Linked DNA regions of Mus musculus: regions 2 and 3 are each linked to region 1. The links are chromatin contacts, called in public HiCAR-type and promoter capture Hi-C maps. All regions are on one chromosome and are shown on one strand. The core of a region is the stretch at or near the end of the contact, and the rest is flanking DNA. Distances in the headings are between cores, read along the strand shown.

Region 1 (3,332 bases), core at 321-2,820:
TTCATCTTTTCTTGGGGTTGGTCCAACAGCTGTCAGCTTTCTCTTCCTCATTAAAGGCAACTTTCTCATTTAAATCTCATATAGGTTCGGAGTTTCTTGCTTTGCTCCTTCCGCCTCCGCGATGACAGAAGCAATGGTTAACTTCTCAATTAAACTTGATAGGGAAGGAAATGGCTTCAGAGGCGATCAGCCCTTTTGACTTACACACTTACACGTCTGAGTGGAGTGTTTTATTGCCGCCTTGTTTGGTGTCTCATGATTCAGAGTGACAACTTCTGCAACACGTTTTAAAAAGGAATACAGTAGCTGATCGCAAATTGCTGGATCTATCCCTTCCTCTCCTTTAATTTCCCTTGTAGACAGCCTTCCTTCAAAAATACCTTATTTGACCTCTACAGCTCTAGAAACAGCCAGGGCCTAATTTCCCTCTGTGGGTTGCTAATCCGATTTAGGTGAACGAACCTAGAGTTATTTTAGCTCCCCGACTGAAAAGCTAGCACACGTGGGTAAAAAAATCATTAAAGCCCCTGCTTCTGGTCTTTCTCGGTCTTTGCTTTGCAAACTGGAAAGATCTGGTTCACAACGTAACGTTATTCACTCTGGTCTTCTACAGGAATGCTCAGCCCATAGTTTTGGGGGTCCTGTGGGTAGCCAGTGGTGGTACTATGAAGGCTCCTGAATGTAGGGAGAAATGGAAAGATTTCAAAAAAGAATCCTGGCTCAGCAGCTTTGGGGACATTTCCAGCTGAGGAAGAAAACTGGCTTGGCCACAGCCAGAGCCTTACTGCTGGAGACCCAGTGGAGAGAGAGGACCAGGCAGAAAATTCAAAGGTCTCAAACCGGAATTGTCTTGTTACCTGACTCTGGAGTAGGTGGGTGTGGAAGGGAAGATAAATATCACAAGTATCGAAGTGATCGCTTCTATAAAGAGAATTTCTATTAACTCTCATTGTCCCCTCACATGGACACACACACACACACACACACACACACACACACATCACTAGAAGGGATGTCCACTTTACAAGTGTGTATCTATGTTCAGAAACCTGTACCCGTATTTTTATAATTTACATAAATAAATACATATAAAATATATGCATCTTTTTATTAGATTCATTTATTTGAATATAAATGTATGAATATTTATAAAATGTAATAATGCACTCAGATGTGTATCGGCTATTTCTCGACATTTTCTTCTCACCATTCAAAACAGAAGCGTTTGCTCACATTTTTGCCAAAATGTCTAATAACTTGTAAGTTCTGTTCTTCTTTTTAATGTGCTCTTACCTAAAAACTTCAAACTCAAGTTGAATATTGGCCCAATGAGGGAACTCAGAGGCCAGTGGACTCTGGATTTGCCCTAGTCTCCCGCAGCTGTGGGCGCGGATCCAGGTCCCGGGGGTCGGCTTCACACTCATCCGGGACGCGACCCCTTAGCGGCCGCGCGCTCGCCCCGCCCCGCTCCACCGCGGCCGCCCCGTAGGGCGCGCCGTCCACACCCCTGCGCGCCGCTCCCGCCCGCCCGGGGATCCCCGGCGCGCTGCGCCTCCGAGGGGGAGGTGTTCGGCCACGGCCGGGAGGGAGCCGGCAGGCGGCGTCTCCTTTAAAAGCCGCGAGCGCCGCGCCACGGCGCCTCCGTCGTCGCCGCCGGAGTCCTCGCCCTGCCGCGCAGAGCCCTGCTCGCACTGCGCCCGCCGCCGCTGCGCTTCCCACAGCCCGCCCGGGATTGGCAGCCCCGGACGTAGCCTCCCCAGGCGACACCAGGCACCGGACGCCCTCCCGGCGAAAGACGCGAGGGTCACCCGCGGCTTCGAGGGACTGGCACGACACGGGTTGGAACTCCAGACTGTGCGCGCCTGGCGCTGTGGCCTCGGCTGTCCGGGAGAAGCTAGAGTCGCGGACCGACGCTAAGAACCGGGAGTCCGGAGCACAGTCTTACCCTCAATGCGGGGCCACTCTGACCCAGGAGTGAGCGCCCAAGGCGAGCGGGCGGAAGAGTGAGTGGACCCCAGGCTGCCACAAAAGACACTTGGCCCGAGGGCTCGGAGCGCGAGGTCACCCGGTTTGGCAACCCGAGACGCGCGGCTGGACTGTCTCGAGAATGAGCCCCAGGACGCCGGGGCGCCGCAGCCGTGCGGGCTCTGCTGGCGAGCGCTGATGGGGGTGCGCCAGAGTCAGGCTGAGGGATGCAGAGTGGCGGCCCGCCCGCCACCCAGATCTTCGCTGCGCCCTTGCCCGGACACGGCATCGCCCACGATGGCTGCCCCGAGCCATGGGTCGCGGCCCAGCTAACGCAGAACGTCCGTCCCTCGCCCGGCGAGTCCCGGAGCCAGCCCCGCGCCCCGCCAGCGCTGGTCCCTGAGGCCGACGACAGCAGCAGCCTTGCCTCAGCCTTCCCTTCCCGTCCCGGCCCCGCACTCCTCCCCCTGCTCGAGGCTGTGTGTCAGCACTTGGCTGGAGACTTCTTGAACTTGCCGGGAGAGTGACTTGGGCTCCCCACTTCGCGCCGGTGTCCTCGCCCGGCGGATCCAGTCTTGCCGCCTCCAGCCCGATCACCTCTCTTCCTCAGCCCGCTGGGCCCACCCCAAGACACAGTTCCCTACAGGGAGAACACCCGGAGAAGGAGGAGGAGGCGAAGAAAAGCAACAGAAGCCCAGTTGCTGCTCCAGGTCCCTCGGACAGAGCTTTTTCCATGTGGAGACTCTCTCAATGGACGTGCCCCCTAGTGCTTCTTAGACGGACTGCGGTCTCCTAAAGGTAGAGGACACGGGCCGGGGACCCGGGGTTGGCTGGCGGGTGACACCGCTTCCCGCCCAACGGCGCAGGGCGCCTGGGAGGACTGGTGGAGTGGAGTGGACGTAAACATACCCTCACCCGGTGCACGTGCAGCGGATCCCTAGAGGGGTTAGGCATTCCAAACCCCAGATCCCTCTGCCTTGCCCACTGGCCTGCGACCTTCCTCCAGCCGGTTCCTCCTCCCCAAGTTTTCGATACATTATAAGGGCTGTTTTGGGCTTTCAAAAAAAAAAATGCAGAAATCCATTTAAAGAGTATGGCCAGTAGATTTTACTAGTTCATTGCTGACCAGTAAGTACTCCAAGCCTTAGAGATCCTTGGCTATCCTTAAGAAGTAGGTCCCATTTAGGAAGATACTAAAAGTTGGGGTTCTCCATGTGTGTTTACTGACTATGCGAATGTGTCATAGCTTACACGTGCATTCATAAACACTATCTATTTAGTTAATTGCAGGAAGGTGCATGGATTTCTTGACTGCACAGGAGTCTGGGGAAGGGGGACAGGGTTGCCTGTGGGTCAACCTTAAATAG
Region 2 (3,332 bases), core at 593-3,092, 2.5 Mb after region 1:
AGTCTTTGACAGGCAATTCTTCTGCTTCTATAATGCTATTGTTTATTTCACTATATTCAATACAAGTGGTTGGTACTCAGTTAAAGTTTATGGATGGCTTCATTCTGTATTTGATTTTGAATATTTTTAAATTCAGTGACTTAACTGACCTAACCACACATCCTTTAAATCAGTGGTTCTCAACCTGTGGGTCAGGACCCCTTTTAGGGTCAGATAATCCTTTCACAGGGATCACCTGACACAAACAGAAAACCCAGCTATTTATATTATGATTCATACCCGTGGCAAAATTACAGCCATGAAGAAACAACAAAAATAATTGTATAGTTGGGGGTCACCACAACGTGAGTAACTGTATTAAAGGGTCACAGTATTTAAAAAGGTTGAGAAACACTGCCTTAAATATTACAGCAATATTTTTAAATAAGAGAAATTACATCCTGCAGAAGGTTGTAATCCTACATCACACAGAGAGAGAGAGACACAGGTAGAAAGACACAAAGAGAGACAGACAGACAGACAGACAGACAGACAGACAGGAAGACAAATAAAAACAAGGATGAATGTGTTCTTGCTTTATAAGTCTTACAGTATCTCAGAAAAAATAAGTGTTTCATAATTGTTAACAGATGATATATGTTTTATATATGTAATAAGAATTGAAATTATATGAATAACAATTTGCCTCCATTTTGTATATATAATCACTTTCACAAGATTGTTGCCATTTTTGATGAAATTCCAAAATGCAGATATATATCAAAAGATATAGTGCTTCAGTATTAATTAATATAGTGCTACAAGTATTAATTGTAATACTTTACAATTTGAGTTGCTATTGATCTAATTTTTGATAGAAGGATTTTTTTGAAAAATTAAATACACAGAATTATATTGGCAATTTGAAGCAAATACTATGTTAGAGCATATCAGTTCTTAAATTGGCACTTTATAGATGTAAAAGTGTGAATTATTAATATTTTTAGGTTTCAGTTCATTTATCATTTAATAAAAAATTGTAGTGGCGGTCATAATATGCTAAGTTTTAGAATGAAAGTGTTATATAAAGAGAAATGATTACGATCCTTGTAAATGTAAAACACGTGATTTTTTTTCTATTTTAATTCAAACTGGCCATATGACTTTGGGAAGGTCATTGAATTTCTCAATGTCTCACTTTGGGGGAGGTATAACAATAACAATAACCTCTATTTTCATTTGCTCAGCTTCTAAAGTCATGGAGAGATTCAAACTGACAACATAGGTAAAATGCTTTGCAGTTTGTCCTTTAACACGACATTGGCTATGTCATTATGTTTAAGGCGATTATTATTTATTGACCTAGTGCAATATTCTCTAATAAAAGAAATATTTGGACATCATTACAATTAATTAGAGCACCATGACTATTCCCCCAAAAAAGGTTCATTCTGATTTATTAGAGCAAGAATTAAAAAGAAAAAAATCAGCGAACTACCAAAATGCAAATACAGGAATTATCTAGCGATGTTTGTCTTTCTGCTCCCCAGAAGCTTTAGCGTAATACCAGCCTGTTTTCATTACATAACTATAGGTCTTTACTTACACCATAGTTCTAAAATTTCTGTCCTATGAGACCCCAGATAACCCTGTCTGCTCCCAAGATTTAGGTTTATTTGCAACCCTCTTAACAGAGTGATCACAGCTTACTGCATGGGGCTAGCTCAGGCCACATGCCCTCAGAGATAGATCTCACTGGTCACTGGGTCCCAAAGGATATGCGGCATGGCCTGGACCCCCCCACCCCCTTTGAGGAGATATCATTTTAACCTTATACTCAGCAGCTCTTGAGTGGGTACAGATGTCTCTGAAAGCCGGAAACTGTTGCCATAGCATTTTCCTTCTCTGTTCCTGCCTACCTTCCTTCTCCAAAGAATGAACAATCTGAAACAAATCTATTGGTTTGTTTCAAGAGCAGAATTCGGAGCTCCGGTGGTGTTATATCTACAGTACATACTGGCTGTACCTGGTGGGAGGGTTTAGCAAGTCCGAGGGTGGCATTAAGTTTCCTAGGACAGAGTCATCTTTGCAGATACCATTGCAGAGCAGTATACAGACCCAGGGAGAAATTTCCTCCCCCACACCACCCCAATCCCATTGGCCTTCTAGACAAGCCAAATTACAAGTCCTGAAACACAACCTCGTTATTTCCAGAACTCTCAGCGTGGACAGCTCCTGCATCCTGGGTGCTTCCTCTGCAGTGTGCGGCGGGAGAGCCATAGCACCCAGTGCAGCACGCGACTATCCCGCGCGCTCCCTCCTCCCAGTCCGCCCCCTCCCTTAGCTCACTCTACCGGCCACTTTGAGGGATTTCCTCCCGGGGCGGCCTTTGCAGCAGAAACACATCTGCCTGGTTCGCGGCAACAGCATGGATCTCCGAGTAAGAACCCTTCTTGGTGGAGACAGACTTCGGATTCTCCTAATGTTCTTCCGTGAGTAGCGTCTGGGGACCAGGGGTACTGAATGCACTCTGCAGCAGAGAATCTAATACACCGAATAAAGCCCTCTGATTTCACTCTGTTGTACTAGGTCTTTATGCTTGTGGTTATTTGGGGCTGGTGAGTGTTATGACCCATCCATATCAGAGAACTCCCAGAGAGCCACACACCTGTATGGCATCTCCCAGACAGAGCGCTAGACACGCCGAACTCATGGCTGTGATGGTGGGGCATAGCACTGCCAAGAAAGATTTAGCTTTAACCGCGCTCCCTAAACCCCCAGGGTGTCTGTGTGTATGTGTGTATGTGTGTAAGTGTGTGTGTTAAAGCCTAGTCGTATTGCAAATAAGAATTTAATTTTATTTTAGCTTCTGTTTTCATTATAAATTATCAGCAGTAAATATGAGTTTGGTGGCGGTAGACTAGAGAAATGGCTTGCGGAGCACACTGCTTCGAGCAGGGAACTTTGCCTCTCCAAAGCCTGCAGAGAACCAGCTCAGGTGTCCTAAAGCAGAGGGCTAGTTGAGCCCGAGAGCAATGAAATTGCTTTCCTTGTTCCGCAGATGTAATGGTCCAAACCGTGGCAGAACAAGAAGTGGAAAATCTTTCGGGCCTTTCCACGAACCCCGAGAAAGACATATTTGTGGTGCGGGAAAATGGGACGACGTGTCTCATGGCAGAGTTTGCAGCCAAATTTATTGTACCTTATGATGTGTGGGCCAGCAATTATGTGGATGTAAGGAATCTTTTTCCTCCCCAGCTTGCTCCTAGGGGCGGCAGGGCCGAAGGGCACCCTCCCTCCAGGCCCTGCCAAGACCTCAGTCGCCCGCCTCTTCCCCCCCAAACCCCCCGCAG
Region 3 (3,332 bases), core at 438-2,937, 2.2 Mb after region 1:
GGTCAGTACTGCTCTTACGGATGACTCAGTTTGACTCCAGTACCCACATTTGGTGACACACTACTGCTTGTGACTACATTTTCTGGGAAATCAAATATCTCTGCCCTCTGTGGGCACCTGAAGTCCAGTACACATACTCATACACAGATACAAACTCATCATTTAAAAAACAAAATAGATAAAAAATTATTTTGGGACAAGGTTTTGCCTCCCAATATAGTTCATGCAATATAGTTATAGACCTCTTAATCTGTGGTCCTCCTGCCTCAGCCTCCAGAGTGCATGAGAGACCATCACATTCCACTGCAAAGGTCCATTGCACTGTACTTAGACCAAATTAAAAATGGGTCTCACTTTGGATGTCCCTGCTACGTAGTCCTTAATGACGCTGTTATCACAGAGTTGTCCTTGAGTGTTTCCTCTTCCCAGAATTTGTGGCCAGTTCTTGTCTGATTGGCAGCGCTCAGCATTTGAGACTCATTTATAAAATGTATATACCCTTGACCAAGAGTGGTTTAGATAAACTGCTGTTGAAGCAAACATTTTACTGTATTGCTCATTCCTTAGGGATGACAGTGTACCTTTTGAGCATCACAAAACACTTCATAAAGGCCTTTCTTTCATAAGCAGCAGCTCTGGGCCAGGCCTAGAGCACATTCAGAGACTGCTTTCCTGTACGGTTTCTGGGCAAGAGCATCGCTTTAAAGATGAGGAAAAGCTTAATGTGTACTTTGGCTTGGGGATTCCTTATTAAGAACATGCAGATCTCCCCAAGGAAAACTACATTTGCATGTACAAGCTCTCCCTGTAATTAGAACAATTTCCTCCTCCTCCTCCCCCCCTTCCAGCCCCCTTTTAAATTCAGCTTTTCAGTGTGTTAAGTATAAGGTTTTTGTCTTTTCCACAAAGGCAGGCCTTTCTGAAGGGATTGAAGGCTGAAAAGTCTCAAGCCGCTGGGATCCCTGCACCAGCAAGGAGAACTGCATGGGGGAGGGGCTGAGGTCTTACACACACCAGTTTCGGGGGGCGGGGGGGGGGGAATGCCAACCCCAGTGCTCAGAAGGAAAATTAATAGGCTCATTTAAACAAAAGTAAAGTTCAGGAGGCAAGTTTTCTTCTATTCTGAGGTCCGTTTAAATTGTAATAAAAATTAAAATGCCTGAAATATTTTGGCATTGGAACTCGGCTGTGTTAGCTCGTGGGCACCTCCCAGCTTCCTCAGATAGCAACACAAAACTGGCAGCCCCCCAAGGGAACATTCTATCAGGACCTCCCTGGGAGGCAGGGGAGGGAACTTGGAGTTCTGATTGCGCAAGCGCGCCACTCTTGTGTCCTTGCATTCAAAGACTGCCTGCTAGCCTCTGCCCCTGTGCTTGCCAGCTGTGGTATAGGTCTGGATGTCTAAAGAAATGGCAGGAAATACCGCGCATTGTGGGGAAATCATATCTTGCTAGATACTTTAATTACCTTTGTAAGATTTTTTTGGGGGGTATCATAATCAAAATTGCTAAAATGCTTAATTTTATTTGTTTCTTAATAATCTAAATTGCTAAGTATTCTAATATTCCAAATTGCTAAAACAGTCTCAAACATAATTAAACCCTTGTTTGATTCTGGACAGTTTTCAGCGCCTCCAGGTTGTTACTTCTATTGCATCAATATGAGTTCTATTCATTGGTGTCCCTGTCAGGAGAATGCCAAGCACAGAGCCGGGCATGACTGGCTACCCCACCGAGCTTTGTGTTCAGCAAGAGTGAGAGGGAAGTGCGTTGAGATTTTTTTCCTCCTCTTCTTCCTCCACACAAGGGTTGCCCCGATTCACAGAGAACCCCTGCCTCTGCCTCCAGATCAGTGTGATTAAAGGTTGCTACTACCACACTATCCCCAGGAAGGACTTCTAATAAACCAGTCTGGGACTGACAGAGGACCCTTTGAAATACGCATTCTGTTCAGATGGGGGGTGAACAGATGTTAGGTTCTGTGGAGAGATAGGAAGATAGCGATGCTTAGAGCACGAATACGATACTGACCCCATTTGAAGAAGCTGAAAGTAAATGGCCTAAGTCGATGCTCGGAGGTGATACCGAGCGAGCATGTCGGAGGGTAGTGAGAGTCTGAGCTCACTGCTTTGGGAGGAAGGAGTGTTAAATACTACATGTGGGGTTACATCAGGACCTCCCCTTCTATTTAATATTCAGCCCGTGAATGAGTCATGACTGTAAGAAGAGTTAACCAGAGGAGTAACAAGACCCAGTTACCCAGGTTAGGGGTCCCTTGCCTCTCCCGCCGGGCAGCTGTCCAGAACCCTTGGTGGGACCTGGGGAGAGTTCACACAGCTTCCTAAGGCGTCCTGACATTTGCTCCTGTCCAGTCGAGGTGTACAATTGCAGAGGGGGCACTTCTTGCCTAACTAAGCTTGTGACAAGCCTGGGCAGGGTTCTACTGCCTGGAGAAGGTGAGCTGATGGTTAATGCTTTGCTGTGAAGCCGCCTGATGACAGTGAATTTCACAGGACATCTGGCCAGCTCCTTTCTCCCTGCCAGGCACCCATCACCAGAGGTAGCCTTTGAAGGTCTTTGTTTGCTTGAACAAAGGTGGTGGACTTTATTTTTTACACCTACCCTCATTTTGAGATGTGAACCTTGTTCTGAGGGTTGACTCCTTCACTGAGAACTATGAGTTTGTGGTCTATATGAAAACTTACAATTATATTAAAATTTCCTAAAATCTGACTATGTTCTTTTTTTGTAAACCTCTGAGTAATAAATCAAAACCTGAAGAGCCCCAAAAGTTCTCGTACAGCTGCAGTGTGAAGACAGTCTTGTTTCGTAAATGAGGTGTCGTGTTTTAGTCACCGCTGAAGGTGCTTCCATACTCTCATTCTCTGTTCATAGTAGACTTTAGAAAGCCGTGGACGGTATGATTAAAATGTAAATCTATTGTAATGAATAAGAGTTCTTTACATCCGATGGGGTTGCATCCTAGCACACGGTCGTGTGTGTGATCGGCTGCTGCTCAGCATTAATGAAGTTTATCCTAAATTACAATTTTAAAGTGTGATTTTTAGACTCTGCACCTGGTGTTTTTTCAGGCTTGTAGTATGCCTGCTTTAGTAGATTGTTAATGCTACTTTAAAAGCACTACAGGAGTTTGGAAAAGAAGAAAGCTCTTCATGGTCCTGGTGTCTGGCAAAGCCACCGACAGACTTCTGGGCATTTCTGGCCCTCCATAAGGACCTTACACATTTGTAGTTGAAAATGTGGTGGCTTAAGTACTTAAATACTCATCATTTACAACTCCATTTTTGATGTTATTATGCTCTAGGTGACATG

What was found. Promoter capture Hi-C pulls out the DNA fragments that hold promoters and counts their contacts. HiCAR-type assays count read pairs that join an accessible place to other places.
Region 2: a promoter capture Hi-C map of embryonic stem cells shows a contact between it and region 1, with 4 times the contacts expected there. The contact joins the promoter of Lamp5 here to the promoter of Bmp2 in region 1. A contact is called at or near these places in 2 of 39 promoter capture datasets (the 3T3-L1 cell line and embryonic stem cells).
Region 3: a HiCAR-type map of astrocytes shows a contact between it and region 1, with 5 times the contacts expected there. The contact joins the enhancer-like site here to the promoter of Bmp2 in region 1. A contact is called at or near these places in 2 of 39 promoter capture datasets (hippocampal neurons and liver) and 2 of 115 datasets of contacts at active chromatin or transcription factors (astrocytes and embryonic forebrain).

Annotation. Positions count from the first base shown.
Region 1 is chr2:133,550,589-133,553,920 of GRCm38.p6, forward strand. Bmp2 (bone morphogenetic protein 2) reads left to right here and starts at 1,571. Exons shown (of 3, transcript NM_007553.3): 1 at 1,571-2,763. RefSeq lists promoters at 1-2,536, 1,533-1,731, 2,221-2,536 and a cis regulatory region at 549-559.
Region 2 is chr2:136,055,906-136,059,237 of GRCm38.p6, forward strand. Lamp5 (lysosomal-associated membrane protein family, member 5) reads left to right here and starts at 1,843. Exons shown (of 6, transcript NM_029530.3): 1 at 1,843-2,471; 2 at 3,041-3,213. The coding sequence starts at 2,408.
Region 3 is chr2:135,710,809-135,714,140 of GRCm38.p6, forward strand. The region is part of intron 1 of Plcb4 (phospholipase C, beta 4); the gene reads left to right. Among named protein-coding and RNA genes, the nearest start is that of Plcb4, 53 kb to the left of the region's middle. Within about 2 kb of position 1,688, at least 150 of the 459 cell types and tissues checked have an H3K27ac peak or open chromatin away from gene starts, as enhancers often do. A contact at or near this core is called in astrocytes, embryonic forebrain and liver, where this site is marked.